2 separate regions of the Pan troglodytes genome follow, and region 2 is linked to region 1. A link is a contact called in public Hi-C data. All regions are on one chromosome and are shown on one strand. Each heading gives the region's core, a stretch centred on a gene start, on an enhancer-like site or on the middle of the called end of the contact. The rest is flanking DNA. Distances are from core to core; before and after follow the strand shown. Region 1 holds the start of CKAP4 (cytoskeleton associated protein 4). Region 2 holds the start of POLR3B (RNA polymerase III subunit B).

Region 1 (3,255 bases), core at 582-3,081:
CCAGTTCATCTCTTTCTTCTCTACATGTAGAACACACCCTCATGGCCAACAGGTGTCCTGGGCTCACCCCATTTCCGCCACAGAAATATCCTCCCTGCTCTCCTCATATGCAAATCATTCTTCAAGGCACTGCTCAAGGTCTTTCTGCCCCCAAAGCCTGCCCATGTACAGGCCAATGGTTTGCTTTCCAAATCTCTTTACATTTATGTTCCCAATTTACCTAAGTTAGCCCTCAACAGGTTTCTGTATATATCTCCAAGCGTAGTGCAGGCTCCTTGAGGGCAGGCATACAAGTGTTCATTCATTCACTAGAGGCTTTTAGCAACACCTTATAAAGCGAGAAAGAAAGAGAAATATAAACTATGGTTTCTTCCAGTCCTCAGGGAGGGGAGACATACCTGGCACACAGTGGGCCCTCAACAAAGGTTTGCTATATTGAACTAACATATATGCCTCTCGTTGCAATTACTTGCTAAGTCCCATGAGAGGTATCAAATGGTGTTATAGAGAAAGCATCATCAAAGAGGTGGCATTTGAACCCTATAGGCTTTAAGGGCAGGGCATGGTTTTGTCTTTGTTTACAGAACTGGGAGGAGGTTACAGACAGAAGAAACAGCATTCCTACTACACACAGTGCCAGGTGCACACAGTGCCAGGCACACCTCACTCACCAGGAACTGGGGAAAGCAGTGGAATTGAGTGAGTTCTGTCCCTGCCCTGGCACCAATTAGACTGAGTGAGTGGGCAAGTTGCTTAACTTCCCTGGGCCCCCGTTTCCTTCCCATTCTGAAGTGATTAAGCTGCACAGACTTCAGAAAGAAGCAGACTGAGTGAGGTTCGAATGATGACTATATGTGACCTTGAGCCAATCCGAAGCCGGCTCGCTCAGTCTCAATTTCCTTCCTATAAAATGGGTAAAATAATTTCTACCTCACAGGGCTTTTGTGAGATTTCGAGAACATATGTGAGTCGCTAAGCACACAGCCTGGCAATACTAGATTTCCTTTTACAAAAGTAGGGGTGACAACCCTGATCTGCCTCTTTCTGTGTGGCTGCTGCTGCCTCCGCAGCACCCATCCCAGAGGCTGTCAGGAGTAGGGGCCGTGGACAAACTTCATGACCCCGAAAGAGAAAACAGAGCTGAAGGGGCTTCGGGGGGAAAAAGTAAAGAGCTGGCCACAGCAGGCTAACTTGGCTAACGGGGACACTTGGTGAATGCGTCCCCTTGAACAGACTTACCGCAGTCGAGAATCTTTGCTAACTCGCATCAACCATGCCTCCCAAGCTGGCTGGATTTTGGACAGCCTTTTGTGTCTCCGCCTTCAAACCCAAGGCAAAGGACAAGGCCCAACCCCATGGCGGGCTGGGAGAGTGAAAGCAGGGGGATTCCCCCAATTCCCAGCGGAAAGGAAGGGCGATCTCTTCCCACCCGCTGACTCCCACTCCCGGGGCCAGGGCTCCTTGGGCGCCCCCCTTCATTTCTCTCCTCTCCGCACAGGTCGGGAAGGGCGGGGGTCGCGCTTGGCCCGCGGCGCAGGTTCACTCCGGCTTTCGTCCCTCCTACCCCGCCTGGCCGCCCATCCCCGACCCCCGTCGACCCTGCTCGGCCGCCCCGGCTGGGGTCGATCTGGCCCTCCGCCCCCAGCCTGCGTGGAACCCGCCGGGCCGCCAGCCCCACCTCGGCCGCGTCCCCTCCCCTCCGCTCCGCTCTTCTCCCCTCCCCTCGCGGCCACCTCGGTGCCCACCGCGGCCTCCGCAGACCCCGCCGGGACCCCGCCCCGCGCCCAGCCACCCCCGCGCCGGCTTCCCGGCCCCCGTAGACCCCGCCCGGCCCTCCCTCTCCGGGGTCGTGGCGGCGGGGAGGAGGGGCCGCCGGGCCGGCGTGCGTGGCAAGCTCTCCCGGCTCGGCTCGCTCGGCCTCCCTTACCGGGAGGCGGGGTCGGCGCCGCGGCGGCGGAGGCAGGCCCCCTCCTCCCGCCTCCTCGGCCCGGCCTCCTTCCCCGGTCGCGCGTCCTCTCGCCGCTCCGACGCCAGCAGCGCCCGCGTGCCGCTCGCCCAGTCCCGGGGGAGCCCCTGCAAGTTTCCCGGGCCGCGCGCCGCGCTCGCTCGCCTCCCAGCCCGCGGCCCGAGCCGCCGCCGCGCCCGCCATGCCCTCGGCCAAACAAAGGGGCTCCAAGGGCGGCCACGGCGCCGCGAGCCCCTCGGAGAAGGGTGCCCACCCGTCGGGCGGCGCGGATGACGTGGCGAAGAAGCCGCCGCCGGCGCCGCAGCAGCCGCCGCCGCCCGCGCCGCACCCGCAGCAGCACCCGCAGCAGCACCCGCAGAACCAGGCGCACGGCAAGGGCGGCCACCGCGGCGGCGGCGGCGGCGGCGGCGGCAAGTCCTCCTCCTCCTCCTCCTCCTCCGCCTCCGCCGCCGCCGCCGCCGCCGCCGCCTCGTCCTCGGCGTCCTGCTCGCGCAGGCTCGGCAGGGCGCTCAACTTTCTCTTCTACCTCGCCCTGGTGGCGGCGGCCGCTTTCTCGGGCTGGTGCGTCCACCACGTCCTGGAGGAGGTCCAGCAGGTCCGGCGCAGCCACCAGGACTTCTCCCGGCAGAGGGAGGAGCTGGGCCAGGGCTTGCAGGGCGTGGAGCAGAAGGTGGGTACCCCCGGCCCCCCAACTGTCCCCATCGACTGCGGCCTCCGGACCCACGGCCGGGCTCCTTCGTGCTTCCCGACCGGCCCCTAGCGCTGCCTGCCCAGGCCCGGAGGCGGGAGCCGGCCGCTGCTCCTTGGCGGGCCCTGGCCTAGACATCCCACTCCATGCGGCCCCCTAGTTCCGAGGCAGTCCCCAGACCCCCTTTGTTAATGGCTGCGGAGGAATCGGCCCCGAGGGATGGGCCGCCGCGAGGATGGCCAGGCCCGCCTGGCAGGGTGGGCCAAGGGCCTGTCACAGGGCATTAGCGGTGACCTGTAAGGAAGCCGGCAGGCTCCGGGGAGCCCATTCTTTCTACATTAGGAACCGCTGAATGGGCAGAGCTGTCTGAAAAGGAGGTTGGAAGGGAAGCCAGCGCATCCCTGGAAGCCTCAGGCAAGGCCCCACCTCAGCTCTGCCTGTGGGAGACATCCGAGCGGGGTTTTTAATAGACCCGGAGCTGGCGTTCTTACTCATTTGCAGGTCCAAATGAAATACCATCTATCTTTAGGTCCCTTGTCCTTGTCCTGTATTGGACCAGCCTGCCCAGGTGGGCCTTTGACGTAGTCCTACTTCAGCTTTT
Region 2 (3,274 bases), core at 315-2,814, 110 kb before region 1:
TTCCTTAACTTGCCAAACTATTATAAAGAGGTTTTGTTTTGTTTTCCTTGAGACAAGGTCTCAGTCACCCAGGCTGGAGTGCAGCAGCACAATTACGGCTCACTGCAGCCTCGACCTTCCAGGCTCAAGTGATCCTTCCACTTCAGCCTCCTGAGTTGCTGGGACAAGTGCACGCCACCACACCCAGCTAATTTTTGTATTATTTGTAGAAATAGGGTTTTGCCATGTCGCCCAAGCTGTTCTCAAACTCTTGAGCCCAAGTGATCCGCCCGCCTTGGCCTCCCAAACTACTGGTATTATAGGCCACCACGCCTAGCCAAGGAGGTTCTTATAATCCGATAGACTTACTGATCATGTCACTTTCCTGCTTAAACCCTTCAAAAGCTCTGCTCCAAGACAAAGTCCAATCTCTGTCAGATGTTTACTGAAACTTTTCATAATCAAGACCCTTACTTAACCCTGTCTTTTATCTCTTCTCCTCTATTTTTCTTCACTCTTAATACTACTGGATTTACTTTCCTTCCTCAAAAACATCCAATGGTCTTGCCGAGGAGGTTTCAAGTATCCTGTTCTCTCTCCCTGAAATCTCTCCTTTGCTATCTTCTCCGGCCACGTCTCCACTTCCCTATTCCACGTCAGTGTAGATTTTGAGGCTCAGAGAGGTTACAATATGTGCCTTATCAGATAACAAAATATGTCGACAGCCGCACTTCATTGGGCAGCTCGCTGTGGGGCAGCTGTCCTTAACTTCCGAGAAGCTGATGAAAGCTGTGGAGTCTCTCCCCCAGAAAACACACAGGCAAATTCTTTAGTAAATATTCAGGGCGTTTAAAATTCCCCTGCAACCCGAAGTGGAACTTCAGGTTAAAAGGAAAGATGACTAGCTTGGAATTCAGACGATCTGGTTTTACCCTCACAGCCGGCTGTGGTGCCTCATGCAAATGGCCTGAGCTCCCTGGCCCCCAGTGTCCTCTGTAAGACTGCAAACATGCAATACGTCCCCCACAGTAAGTGCGAGGGTCAGTCCTCCCCACGCACACCTATGCTGGAAGAGCTCCAACCCGAGAGCCAGCAGCGGGGCTTCTCGGCCCCCGCAGCGGCTGACAGCTCCTCTGGTATCAGCCTTCACTCGCGCACGCGGAGGCCGGCTCTGGAAAAAAGACTCGCACGCGCGACGCTCTGGGCATGCGCAGAAGCCCGGCGCATGCGCACAAACAGCCAGCCCGCCCCCTTGGCGGCCCGAGCACTCCGGGCAACGCCCCCTCAGGGCGCATCCTTGTTCCTGACGCTCCCTGCGTGCCTGGCACTGACCTCTACAGTCGGGATCGGCGCCGCCAGCTGCTCCGGAGTCAGGTTCCCAAACTCTTCCGCTAGCACGTCCATGCTGCTCACGAAGGAGGAAGAAACAGATAGAACCTCCGCGCCCGCCTTCCCTGCACCAAGCAAACTGCAAGACTCCCGGAGAACGGTGCGCGGAGGCCTAAACTGTCCCCGCCGTGCGTGTTAGCTAGAGACGCGGTAGAAAGGTTCCGCCTGCACCCTGCCCGAATCTGCGGTGGAACCCGGATGTGGCCGAGGCCTAGTAAGGAAAGTACGCCCTCTGGTGTAGCTCGGAGGTCTGGCGCAGGGAATCCTAAGCCCCAGCTGTCAGGTTTCTTGCCAATTCTCTGGTAATTGAGACCAGCAAAACATAGTGGTTGTCATTTTAAAAGTAATCCGAAGAAAAGTGTAAACGCATAATTTACGCAACTTGAACCACTGAGGCACAGAATTATTTAATGTAGTCCAAAATTCTATGCATTGTTTAGTATGGAAGAGCAGGAAACGTCCCAAATGCCTACTAATAGAAGATTGATTAAATAAATGATGGTACATGCGTGTAATGGAAGAGTGTTGAAAATTCTCAAAAGCACTCGATGGAAGATGTAGGAGTAAATACCCAGCGCATGGAGAAATTTAGTATGAAAAGATGACATTTACGTTAGTAGGGGAAGGATGGCCTGTCCAGTAAATAATATTTGAAAAGCTGATTACCCATTTGGGGAAAAAATACATGTAAGTGAATCTTTTGTGGGTTAAATATTGAAATGTTAACAAAAACTTAGAAGAAAATGTAAGTGCAGATATTCATAACATTGAGATGATGAAGACTTTCAAGACGGCAACAGTCAAATCATAAAGGATTTTATAATCTAAACACGATTTTATGATTCCACGGAAAATTTTTAATTTTCTGAACAGATTTTTTAAAATCACCAACAAATAGAATTAATAAAAAATAAATTGGCAGAAGACAAAGGGCTGGTCTCTCTAATTTAAAATGAGCTCATGCAAATCAACAGAAAGAGAAATCCTATTAGAAAAAACAAGGCAAAAATGCACCAATTAATGGGTACGGAGTTTCGGTTTGGGAAGATGCAAAAGTTCTGTAAATGGAGAATGGTGATGGTTGCACAACAGTGTGAATGTATTTAATGCTGCTGACCTGTACATCATTTTAAAGGGTTAAAATGCTAATTTTTATGTATATTTTACAACGATAAGAAAAGTTATGAAAATTTGTAAGTACATATATGCTTTCCAATTTCTCCCTCATAAAGGTAGAACCCTTGCACCAGGTTAATTATTCTTATTTACTAAAGAGCTACTTAAATTTCAGTACTTGTATTTTCTAAGTGTTGCACTGATATCTGAAATATGAGAAGAATGGAAAAAACACCAAAAGTAGAATCAACCCTGCCTTTGAAGTTCTTACAATTTACTTATTATAGAGACAAGATACAACTTGTGTCTCATCATTGTGCATTACCAGATTACAACCAATTTAGCATCTAGCCTAGAAGGGACTGTGAAAGTGATTTATAGATGGCAGAGGATCTCAAGGTTGGCTCAAGTGTGTTGGTTGTCTGTGCCAAAGTCTTCTTTGCTTTCCATTATCAAGGTGATTCTCCGACTTTAGGGTGTATCAGAATCACCTGGAGAGCTTGTTAAACTAATCTCAGCTTTCTGATTGGTAAATTGGGGCTGAAATTTTGCTTTTTTCGGGGGGCGGGGATGGAGTCTTACTCTCTCGTCCAGGATGGAGTGCAGTGGCGCAATCTTAGCTCACTGTACCCTCCCAGGTTCAAGCGATTCTCCTGCCTCAGCCTTCCGAGTAGCTGGGATTACAGGCGCGTGCCACCATACTCGGGTAATTTTTGTATTTTTAGTAGAGACGGGGTTTCGCCATATTGGCCAGGTTGGGCTCAAACTCCTGACCTCAGGTGATCCGCCT

What was found. Hi-C and Micro-C count contacts between places; a contact is called where the count stands out from the background.
Region 2: a Hi-C map of stem cell-derived neural progenitor cells shows a contact between it and region 1, with 5 times the contacts expected there. The contact joins the promoter of POLR3B here to the promoter of CKAP4 in region 1. A contact is called at or near these places in 1 of 7 Hi-C or Micro-C datasets (stem cell-derived neural progenitor cells) and 1 of 1 datasets of contacts at active chromatin or transcription factors (stem cell-derived excitatory neurons).

Annotation. Positions count from the first base shown.
Region 1 is chr10:113,062,159-113,065,413 of NHGRI_mPanTro3-v2.0_pri, reverse strand. It overlaps CKAP4 (cytoskeleton associated protein 4), which reads left to right and starts at 1,831. Exons shown (of 2, transcript XM_016924097.4): 1 at 1,831-2,636. The coding sequence starts at 2,148. LOC129136550 (a long non-coding RNA gene) reads right to left here and starts at 1,678. Exons shown (of 2, transcript XR_008538355.2): 1 at 1,240-1,678; 2 at 1-328.
Region 2 is chr10:113,170,973-113,174,246 of NHGRI_mPanTro3-v2.0_pri, reverse strand. It overlaps POLR3B (RNA polymerase III subunit B), which reads right to left and starts at 1,564. Exons shown (of 28, transcript XM_001161567.8): 1 at 1,312-1,564. The coding sequence starts at 1,383.